4 separate regions of the Mus musculus genome follow, and regions 2, 3 and 4 are each linked to region 1. Evidence: chromatin contacts called from public Hi-C and promoter capture Hi-C data. All regions are on one chromosome and are shown on one strand. The core of a region is the stretch at or near the end of the contact, and the rest is flanking DNA. Distances in the headings are between cores, read along the strand shown. Region 1 holds the start of Atxn7l3b (ataxin 7-like 3B). Region 2 holds the start of E2f7 (E2F transcription factor 7). Region 3 overlaps Tph2 (tryptophan hydroxylase 2). Region 4 holds the start of Csrp2 (cysteine and glycine-rich protein 2).

The links. Promoter capture Hi-C pulls out the DNA fragments that hold promoters and counts their contacts. A called contact is a pair of places that touch in the nucleus more often than the background predicts.
Region 2: a contact with region 1 is called in a Hi-C map of double positive thymocytes, with 8 times the contacts expected there. The contact joins the promoter of E2f7 here to the promoter of Atxn7l3b in region 1. A contact is called at or near these places in 1 of 39 promoter capture datasets (liver), 3 of 484 Hi-C or Micro-C datasets (CD4 T cells, CD8 T cells and double positive thymocytes), 2 of 115 datasets of contacts at active chromatin or transcription factors (astrocytes and thymic regulatory T cells) and 2 of 9 other capture datasets (adipose tissue and liver).
Region 3: a Hi-C map of the N1E-115 cell line shows a contact between it and region 1, with 4 times the contacts expected there. The contact joins the enhancer-like site here to the promoter of Atxn7l3b in region 1. A contact is called at or near these places in 2 of 39 promoter capture datasets (embryonic stem cells and hippocampal neurons), 1 of 484 Hi-C or Micro-C datasets (the N1E-115 cell line) and 8 of 115 datasets of contacts at active chromatin or transcription factors (SST interneurons, astrocytes, differentiating embryonic stem cells and 5 more).
Region 4: a promoter capture Hi-C map of liver shows a contact between it and region 1, with 4 times the contacts expected there. The contact joins the promoter of Csrp2 here to the promoter of Atxn7l3b in region 1. A contact is called at or near these places in 2 of 39 promoter capture datasets (liver and pre-B cells) and 1 of 484 Hi-C or Micro-C datasets (CD4 T cells).

Annotation. Positions count from the first base shown.
Region 1 is chr10:112,927,676-112,930,324 of GRCm38.p6, forward strand. It overlaps Atxn7l3b (ataxin 7-like 3B), which reads right to left and starts at 1,351. Exons shown (of 1, transcript NM_001033474.2): 1 at 1-1,351. The coding sequence starts at 1,047. The coding sequence ends at 754.
Region 2 is chr10:110,744,142-110,746,790 of GRCm38.p6, forward strand. It overlaps E2f7 (E2F transcription factor 7), which reads left to right and starts at 1,298. Exons shown (of 13, transcript NM_178609.5): 1 at 1,298-1,538; 2 at 2,191-2,283. The coding sequence starts at 2,191.
Region 3 is chr10:115,098,699-115,101,347 of GRCm38.p6, forward strand. All of the region lies in intron 8 of Tph2 (tryptophan hydroxylase 2), which reads right to left. Among named protein-coding and RNA genes, the nearest start is that of Tph2, 85 kb to the right of the region's middle. Within about 2 kb of position 1,358, at least 13 of the 459 cell types and tissues checked have an H3K27ac peak or open chromatin away from gene starts, as enhancers often do. A contact at or near this core is called in the N1E-115 cell line, where this site is marked.
Region 4 is chr10:110,918,886-110,921,534 of GRCm38.p6, forward strand. Csrp2 (cysteine and glycine-rich protein 2) reads left to right here and starts at 1,291. Exons shown (of 6, transcript NM_007792.4): 1 at 1,291-1,369.

The sequences.
Region 1 (2,649 bases), core at 101-2,600:
CTTTGCCAAACCTTTGCCACTCAGTAGGATGGAAAGACAGGTCTTCTGATGAGCCAAAGGCAAGGCCTTGTCCCCACAAAATGCTGGACCTTTGGAAAACAGGTGATTTGGAACTTCTTGAAGACAAGGGCACAAGGGCTTCCCATCGAATTCAAACGGGAATATTAATATTTTTAGTATTTAAGTCACATACCTGACTTCTATTTGTATCAAAGAGGCCCAATTGGAGGCTTAGAAATCAGAGGAGCAGTCCACCGAAGCTGACTGATCAGGGCCTGACCATCAACACCATCTAAAACTTCGAAGGAGGCCCATGACATCAGGCAGATGCAGAATCTGAGAAACAAATAGAATTGTATAGGCTGGGTACACAGCTGCTCACCTGTGTACCGAGGACAGTTCAGGGTCCTTGCACATCCACATGTATTTTATACAGCTCAAAATACAGCACGACGCCTCTGGACCTTCTTCTGCCCAGGATTTCAGAGCTGGCATGGGAGACCCTTTCAAATGGACCGGGATTCCTAAATTCTCCTCTTTGGGTGTTTTGTTCGTTTTACGCCTTCTCGGTTTTTTTTTTTTTTGTATTTTAATGCTAAGATCTTGAAGGGGGGTAAATGGGACTTTTGTTTGCTTTTCCTTTATTTGTTGATTTAATTTTTTTTCTCTCCAACTTAGCTTATTCCTCCAAAGCCACGGGGACCAGTCTCTATTATTGTCCTGGTCACTGTGTCGCCCTCTCTCAGGTGGTGACTACTGGAATTCCGGAGGTGAACGCTGCAGCTCCGTCTGGGGCCCGTCCCCGGGATCCCCAGGAAGGGAGCAGAGCGGGAGGCGGCACGCGCCTTTGTCCTCCACTGGCTGGATGCCGAAATCCTTCACGCTCCCAGTGTCTGCAAACTCCAGGTAGAAGTAGCCACACTTGACCGCCCGGTGCACCTCAAAGCAGAAGCCCAGGCAGGAATCCTCTATCAGGTCTACATAGATCTCCTGGGCGATGGCCTCCAGCTTGTTAGTATCCAGGTTGGCCAACGAAATCTCCTCCATCTTAACCGGCAAGCGACCGTGCGGAGGGCGCTGGCTTTACTCACGGCACACTCGGGCTCCGCTAGGCCTGCAAGGCCTCTCCGGGCCTCGTCCTCCGGGACGGCAACGGCGACGACGGCGGCGTCCGCGGCGACAGCAACCGCCGCTCCGGAGCCCCAACGCTCGCTCGGCTGCGACGATCACCCAAGTTCGGGATTCTGAGCTGCACCCGAGCCCGGCTCGCCGCGAAAACCGTCTCGGCGCCTCACCCAGCCGTTCGGGCCTCTTCCTCTCGCTGACAGTCTGGGCCCGCCCCCCCACTTCCGCCCGGTGCTGCGCCTGCGCACTGGCTCCGCGCGGAGGCTGGGCTTGGGCTCGGGCTCTGGCGCAGTTCGCTGGCCTGGGAGCACTGTTGGTCTGTGCGAGCCAGTGGCGACAACTGGCATTCCTGCCTGTGTCTTTTTCTCTCTCCCGGTTCATAAAATGTTATCGACGATGCTATGGTATTTTGTTTAGGGCTTTAAACGTTCACTAATGCGTTCACCTGTGTTTCAATGATTTCTTACGTAAAAGGAGGAATAATAATTACTTGTCCAGTTGTGTAATCAATCGAATAATGATTTCAGGCATGTTTATCCACATACGACTGAAAATTTGACGTACAGGATTGGCTTGCAGTAATTTACAGTACTGCCGCAGTTGTCATTTAAATCCACTAGATGATGCAAGGAAACAAATTGCCCTATAGTTTATCTTTGAGGCTTTCTTTGAATGAAAACAACTAGAATCCTGACACTAAAGGCATAATTCAAATATATTGATCAAATAAACCTAAGGCATTTATCTCACTTATAAGACCATTAAGTCAGCGTGACTGTAAAGAAATGATTATATACGTCTCCAAATGTGCTACAAGATAAAAATGATGTGCGCTTAGTTTGGGGGAGGCAAAGAGGAGGGGGAAGACTTTCCTAAAGTTACACTGCTTTCACTGTGAGAACTGGAACCGTCCCACCAAATCCTCTGCAGCCAGCTCCTAACAACTTTTCTCATTTGACTCAAGCAAGTCCTTATTCTGTCACTGATAAAACACACTACTAACCACAATGGATCAGAAGATGCTAGCTAGCTATTCCTAAAAAGATTAGTTGTGAATTCAAACATAAGGAAATCACTGTATTCTTTCTTTACTTTTTTCTTTCTTGTTCATTATTTGATCCTCCTCTGCAACTGCTCTACTTTTGCAATTTATCAGAAAGAACTGTGGCTAAGGAAAAACTCAAATCCTCCTTTATAGCTTTCTTATGCAAGATTTCCAGATTAGAGAAAAGCATAAGATGATCATATTTTCCTCAGTACAGAATTACCTTACACTGATTGATTTAGAGTGCAAACTATTTGTAAACAACTGTATTTTCTAGTTGTCTATTTAATTAATTTAGATCTCACAAATTGGCAGATACAAATCATTTAGCTTATGCTACTTAATTTTTTTCTGCCCAGAGTTCTTTTTTTTTAATTTAAAAAAAGACAGAACTTTAAAAAAATTGGACTTTTGTATAATCTAGATGTTCTAGATTCAAAAAATTAACGTATTGACACATTGTGGGATCTGGACATACA
Region 2 (2,649 bases), core at 48-2,547, 2.2 Mb before region 1:
ATGCGGATTGTTTTACATGCGTTCTGGTCTTTTCTAAGGTATAGTCCGGTAGCCATTTTCAGGCTGAATGTACCAGCAGACTGGAGTAAAAACCGAAGGACTTGAGTAAATATTTTGAATTCTTCTGATGGCTCATTGTACATTTTTGAGAGCTGAGAGGTGAAGGGTGGGGCCTTTGCACGGAACGGCTAAGACGGGGTAATGAGAATGATAGTTTTGCGTTGAAGTGGGGAAATACTCGTGGGCATGTGTTAAAGAGGCCGTTATAAATCCCAGCTGAGGGCACCCTACAAAATAACAGTACTCGGGGAAAATCTGGGGATCAACCCAAGAAACTGAACCAGGAGCTTAGGAGAGATGAACAAAAGCGATGTCCTCCAACAGGAAATAAAAAAGCATTTGGTAAAAAGAAAACCTGAATAAATAGTGACTTAAACAAGTGCTTTGTACTTACATAAGTGGCTGAAACTGGGTACTAGATGTGAGTGAACTCTTTTAAAGTATCTTTTCAGTTTTTTGTGCAAATCCAAAACGGTTCTAAACAAGAGTTTCTCAAGAGGGGCCTAAAATAGCAGTCTTTCCTTAGGTTCATATTTTAAATAAGAATCCGAAGGAAGTGAAAGGTCTAATAGAAATCAGTAATATTCCAGAGATATTCTTGACTGTTCCCCCATCCCCCAAGCTAGTCCTTACTAGAAACTGTCTAATAACACATTCTCGACCATCTCTAATGCTCTGGAGAGGGAACACCAGGAAACCTTTTGCAAAACCCCCTTTGGTGCGGCTGCCGGGGTTGTTCCCAGGGCTAACGGGCGTGCCATCTGCTCGCAGCCCAGGTGCTAACCAGGGTTCACGTGTCACCTGGCGGCGCCGGGTGCTAGGGAGCCGCCCTGGCAGGTCCCGGCAACTCGGCTCCCGCAGGTTGCTGGGGGCAGGGCGGCGTCCGCAGCATCCCGCGCGTGCGGATCGTTTCCCCGGCTCCATCTGCTGCGCTGGGGGCCGGCGTGGGTCGGTCCCCCACAACAAAAGGGCGCCCCGCGGAGAGCGCGCCGGCCCGCGCCGCCCCGCCCCGGCTTCCCGCGTCCGCGCCCGCGTCCCCGCGGGAAACGCTCCCGCGTCACCGCCTCCAGGTACCCGGAAGGGGGAGGGGGCGAGGCGACAACAATCCGGCGGGCGGGCGAAGGGGAGGAAAGGCGCGGCGCCGAGCGCCAAGACAGCGAGGGGCGGGGCTTCGGGCCGTGCCGCCGCGCCATTGGTCGGCACCGCCCCGCCGGCCGCCGCGCATTGGTGAATGCTCAAATTCAGTCTCAAGGCGCCAGAGGAGGTGTTTTAGCGGGGACCGCGATCCAGGGCTGGAGCTTGGCTTAGGCGGGTAGGAGACGCTGTCGCTACGCGGACACCGCGGGTGGAGCGGAGGATCTGCGAGCCTTGCCCTGCCCTGCCCATGTCGCCAGCCGGCCGCTGAGATCTACACGCTCTGCCCGCTCACGCGTGCGGCTGCGGACGTCCCCGGAGAGACCCTCCATCGCGCAGCGACAGTAAGGAAGCGTGCGGCCCCCTCGGATGGGGAGGCGGGAATGCGGAGACGGGTTACCCGCCGCCCTGGATGCCGTCCCACAGGCCCCGGGTCCGAGTGCCCCCTGGGGTTGTGCTGGCTGCAGCGCTAGGTGAAGGAGGCTGGTCCCCACTACCACCTACCCCCACGATTTAGGGGTCCCCTGGGAAGAGTTTCACTTGGGGTGTGCTTAGATGCCTAGGGAGGGGCTGAGCGCTTCCCGCATGGGTTGGTCTCTAGATCAGGTTTCAGTCTACCCCCTAGATCAAACCCACTCAAAGTTGAATTCCTCCCGGTTCTTTGCGCCAAAATTAACTGACCTGGGAGACCCTGTAACTTTCTTGGCATTTGCCTAACACCTTCCTTCCTTGGTAACTATTTTGCCTGTTGCTTTTCATAAAGGATTGCAGTTTTGTTCAGTTTTTTCGTCTTCCCAGATTTCCAGTGATTCCTAAGTATATTTTAAGTGTTTGTCCGTGTGAGTTTTAATGAGGAATGGAGGGTGTCTTCATTCTTGGAAAATTCCAGGAATGCTGTAGGAAGGGAAAGTTGATGTTCACAAGTGGCATTTTGTCGTTGTTGTTGTAGGGGGAAATAAATGTAAAATCATTTTCTGATATAGTTGTGTGTTCCAGATGGAGGTGAATTGTTTAACACTAAAAGACTTGATCAGCCCCAGGCAGACCAGACTAGATTTTGCCATTGAAGATGCAGAGAACGCACAAAAGGTAAGCACAAATAAATACTTTATAGTCTCCAGCATGTTTTGGATGGTGATGCCTAGCTTTCGTCTCGTATACAGCATAATTGTGATGGCCGTTATAGAGGAGTTTTTAGAGAATGGGGCCATTGCGACCTTTGTTTCGGCTCCTCTTAAGTCATTAGTGTTGGAACCAGCTTCTGAAGCCAAAGGTGCATTCTGGATGCAGTGATCAGAAGTTTGTGATGCCTAGAGATCCCAAGGGCAGTTGAATTAATGTTGGAAGAAATTAGAAAGCGTTAATTCCCTGGAACAGGATTTTGTTGTTGTAAATACTGGATTTAATGTCCGAATGCTGAGAAACACCACCTTCCTCCTAATGGACCAACTACAG
Region 3 (2,649 bases), core at 108-2,607, 2.2 Mb after region 1:
ATGGGGTTGCCACCCCACAGTCAAAAACTCTGCCCCAGAATTGTTCTTGTCTAAAAGAACTACAGGGACAAAAATGGAGAAGAGACTGAGGGAAAGACGGTCCAGTGACCTACCCAAATCAGGATCCATCTCATGGGAAGGCTCCAAGGCCTGACACTATTACTGATGCTATGGTGTGCTTACAGACAGAAGCCTAGCATGTCTGCCCTCTGAGAGGCCCAACAATCAGCTCGCTGAGACAGACACAGATGCTTAACACCCAACCATTAGACTGAAGTTGGGGTCCCCAGGGGTTGAATTAGGGAAAGGCTGGAAGAAGCTGAAGAGGAGGGCAACCCCATAGGAAGACCAGGAGTCTCAACCAAACTGAACCCCTGAAATCTCTCTCGGATACTGAGCCACCAACCAGACAGCATACACCAGCCGATATGAGGCCCCAGACACATATACAGCAGAGGATGCCTGGTCTGACCTCAGTGGGAAAAGATGCACCCAACCCTGGAGAGACTCGAGGCCCCAGGGAGTGGGGAGGCCTTGGGGGAGCGGGGAGCATTCTCTTTGAGACATGGGTACTGTTACCTTTCAAAAAAACAAAAAAACAAAAAACAAAAAAAAAAGAAAAAAGAAAAACAACTACAAAAAAAAACCCTTTCTTTCATAGTAGTAGAGTATATTTTTGCTTAATAATCATACACATTCTCTCACATCTAGAATTCTATTATCCACTTACCCAGGCAAGAGGAAGTTCACGACAGAAAGCTGGAACGAGCCTGACTGAAACTGTGATCTAAGTTCCGTGCGCTAAGTTCTGTGTCCCTTGCTTATAGGAGACTCCTTCACTCACTTATTCCAGTCCTCGGTGTCTTACCTTCTACACAGCTCTAAGCAAGCTTAGTTACAGGGCTCCTAAACCCGTCCAACATAAGAGAACAAGAAGAACACACAAGAAGAAGAGCCAGAAATGCCAAAAGCACAGAAGCACGGTATTCAGCAATTGAATAGCAAGGTGCTTCCAAACGCAGGGTTATCACTAGACAGTAGAACTTACCTCAAGCTTCAAAGCATTGACTGGCAGCCTAGCCAGGCTTAACAAAGCATTCTTACACAAGTTTGTTTTCCTACCTGCCACTGAAGCAGACTTTATTGAAGTTATTGACTGCATGGTTTGTGTCAGAAAACTGGGACCCGAAATTCTGGAACTATTAAATCATGAAACGAACTTGAGTTTCCAACCTCAGATCCAGCAGCGCCTTTTCTTATTAGTGATGGAGCTTCCACGTGCAGAGTTATTGTGACCTACCATGATGGCGAGACAGAGCCTAGTGTTGTGGATGGCTCTGTGCTGCTTGCATTTTATGTTAATTCTGCTCTCCCGGGAGAGGTTGTCTGGAATGAGGAATGAGTCACATGATATGGTGGCTTCCTGTAAATTAATCCCCTAATGAATAAAGGAGCCAGTCGCTGGGTGAGTAGGCGGGACTTCTGGGTTGGACAGAGGAAGAGAGGAAGCAGAAGAGAGTTAGAGAGAAAGGTACGGTGGCAAAGTGTGGGTTTGCCAGATGTGCACCACAAAGGTCATGGGGGATTTGATGCACAGGGCTGGCATGGTAATGACCTGCAGTAAGAACTTAGTGAGCTGGGTGGAGAGATTGTGCAATTCTGAGTCAGTCTCCACGAGATAAAAATAGGTCAGCCATTGCCTGCCAATGCATGGCCAGTCAGGCTGCCAGGGCAGAGAGTTAGAGGCATAACCATGGGAATGGGCCAGTTCTGTTTTTTAATATTTCTTGCAACAGCCTAGTGCTGAAATAGTTCCACAAGCATAAGGGGCTATTATCCCTAACTCCTTGAGAGCCATTATAAGCCCATCCTCTGCAATCCACTGTGGATTCTGTCTCCACCACCACCACCATTTTTTTTCTTTATGATCTAACAGATCAAGGCTTGGTGCCTAAAGAAGATGGGTGCTCCAGGATGGGACAGGAAGAACATCCAACAAGTATCTGCCCCTTGGTTGTCCCTGTCGTAGCCAAAGGATAAGGCTCAGAAAGAAGGACTGCTTCTGAAAGATGGTCCAATACCAGCAATCTGTCATCTGATCAGTATAGAGACACACAAAGGGGCTCACTACCCCTTTCAGAGTATTTGCTGAATTGTTTCTGCTTTCTTCAGGAGATTGCTTTGCAAGGTTGTTGAGAAGGAGACACCCAAGTCCCCCTCCCATACACCTTTACGCTCCCACCACCACCCTTATCCCACCCCCTACCCCAGCACCCACCCCTGGCTAGTTTGAATTTTAGCATCATCAAGACTTCAGTTCTCAAACAGGGCATGCTTTCCTGCCTTTAGCCAAAATTCCTTAAGCTTGACTAAATCGCAATTGATAATGGGCTGGCAGTAAGAAGGATGGCTGGTAGTGGAGCAGAACACTTTAGAATAGAAATATTAGCACAGTAAAAATAAATATTAGAAACAAAGGTGAGACTAATGGTTGTGTTATTTAAACCACACAGGTCTCCCTACCCTGGTAACACCATATCACCTCCTCCCTGACACACACACACACACACACGCACACACGCACACGCACACACACACACACACACACACACACATTTCTGTTGTCATTTCTTTAAACCCTTCGGACTC
Region 4 (2,649 bases), core at 41-2,540, 2.0 Mb before region 1:
GTGCAGCAAGCTGCGGAGGTAAAGCAAACAGATCGGAATCGTGAATGTAAGAATTGCTGGTATTTAGAAAAGCTCACAGCAGGCACCCATGCTTTCAAACTCCTGCCGCAATCTGGGGGAGATGTCAATCACTACTTGCACTGTTTTTCAACAGTCCTTGGTGGACAGAGAATCTGGCTGCAATTACGAGCTTATTTTGGATTGGGCCCAGCATACGACATAAAAAGGCATAAACCAGGCCTGTACTTTGTCACCGGAGGGGCCTTCCTCAACTCTGCCTCCTCCTACCCCCCCTAACAGGGCCTTTGGCAACGTAAGCGGGAAATTTTTTATTGTCGCAACGCGAGGGTACTGGCATCTATCAGTTAAAGTCATCCTAACCCCCACCAAAGAACTAGGCTATTAACAGCATGATGTTGCGCCTGGATGAAAGGGGTGATCGATTTGTGACAGAGGGGAGTAGTTTTGGTCGCTGCCTATTGCGGCGTGGAGGTCACCACTCTTCAAATACTAATTCTTAGGGCAACCCACTACTGATGACAGAGAAGTGGATCACCAAATGTCCTAGAATACAAACCAGATAGAGATGACATTATTTTGCTTTTTGTCTAGAACAATAATATGTCACCTCAAGCCCAGATTTTAGGTCCTTTCTGCTGTCTTCGCCGGCGAGACATCCCTGGACTTTTCGGACAACTGCAAACAATTGCAAACTGAAACCCGAAGCCTTTTGGCGCCAGGGTTTCTGCGTGGGTTGTGGGTTTCTTCCCCCCTCAGCAAAGAGTGGTGGGGGAAAGCAAAACACTTGGGGAATGAGGTGTTTTCATAACGTCATTTGTTTAGTCTAGATGAGGAATGCAGCTCTTTCGCGACAGGAAAGCTGCGGATTCCAGAAGCCGGGATTCTGACCAGAGACTATCCTGCACCGGGGAGTCCTGCACCCCGGAGGCTAACATATGGCGTTTGTGCAGTAAAGGGTGGCGGGAATCCCACGGGGCGACACCGGATCTCGCTGGCTCCGGGCCGATCCTGAGTGCTCCGGACGTCCCGGGACCGGCGGGTAGGAGCAGCCGGAGACGGTGGGAGACTCGGACGCGCGGGAAGCCGCAGGAAGAGGCGGGATTCCGGTCTTTTGTCTCGGGGCCAGAGCTCGAAACCCGCAGCGGGAGCCCAGCTCAGCGGGCCGGGCGGAGACCATCGCACACCCCGAGGGGCATGACCGATGATGGGCGTGGCGAACAAGGCCACGCCCAACATAAGTCTTTAAAAGCGGGCACACGCGCTCCCGCCAGTCTCCGGATCCGCCCGCGGCTTTCCTCGGTCAGACCTCGTTAGCTCCGCCCGCCGCGTGCTCCCTCCTCCCACTCGGGTGAGTCCTAGGAAGCCTGCAGCCCCGCGGTCCCTGTCATCTCCACCCCTGCTCCTGACTATGCTTCCACCCGTCCTCTCACTTCTGCCCCAATGCGGGGTCCACTAGCACACCTGCTGTCGCCCCCAGACCATCCCTGCCCTGGGACCTCATGTCCTTGGGGCAGGTAAATCATCCCCTGTGACCTTTAATTTTCCATCCTGTTCTCTGGGAGAGAGGCGAGCTGGGAGTTTCTCGTGGCCGCCAATGCCTCTTTTTGTAGCCCCAGGCTCCCTCCCAGGGCTGATTCTCCCCTTCGGGTAGGAGGGGTTAGAGGCTTCGGGGCTCCAGTGCCCCAAGGGTGTGTCTGCCCAGCCCTGACGACCTTCTCGGGAATTGGGTGGGTACTCTGGGGTGGTGGGCGTCTCCATACCCTCTGAGCTCCAGTTCTCCTGTGGCGAAACGGAGCTCCTGGCCATCGCCTTTGTTCGGTGGTCTCTGCCCACCCGGCACAGAAGGAACCATAGTGAAATTCTAGTTGAACATTCCTAGCTTTTCCTGGTGCTTTCTACCTTTAAAGTACAAACAAGGATACAGCATTGCTTGGTTCTGAAATTCTGCAACAGGTCCTAAAAGTCACAGTATGGGTTCAGAGCTAGATAATAGTTATAGGCATCCGTGAGGTAAGGGGTGAGGTGAGGGGAGAGCTCTTGAAACTTCTGCCCCCTTGGAAGCCAGGACTTTGAACTTTATTTGTTTACCTGATTACTTTTTGAGTAAATATTTGGTTTGACCTGTTTTGTTTGAGTCGCATACATTTTTACTTTATTAAATGCTTTTCAGTTCGGGGCGGGGGGGGGGCTGGGTGTAGTAATTTTTTAACTTGGGCAGCGAAAATAGTTAAATTATTGACTTTTTCAATGCGTGCTTAATCTCTACTTACATAAAACCAAAGAATCCAAAAAGGAAGTGATTCTTGTACCCAGATTCTTCAAGAAAGATTTAAACGGTAGATTTCAAAAGAGAGACTCATACAATCTCAACACTGCATACAAGTGACATTTGGGACCCTATTCTCTGCCATTGCCTTGTAATTGTTACTGATAATTCCTTCATTACTCCTCAAGGCTGTTTGACCCCACTTTTTATAGCCAGGTTGCCATAGACGTATACATCCCATGAGTCTCTGGAACACTGTTTGCTTAGTTATCTTGAATATGTTGGAGCACACCTCGGTGCTTGTTAACTGAATAAAGAAGGCGGGAACAGACAAGGCCCCGTTGTGGGGAGCAGTAGATATT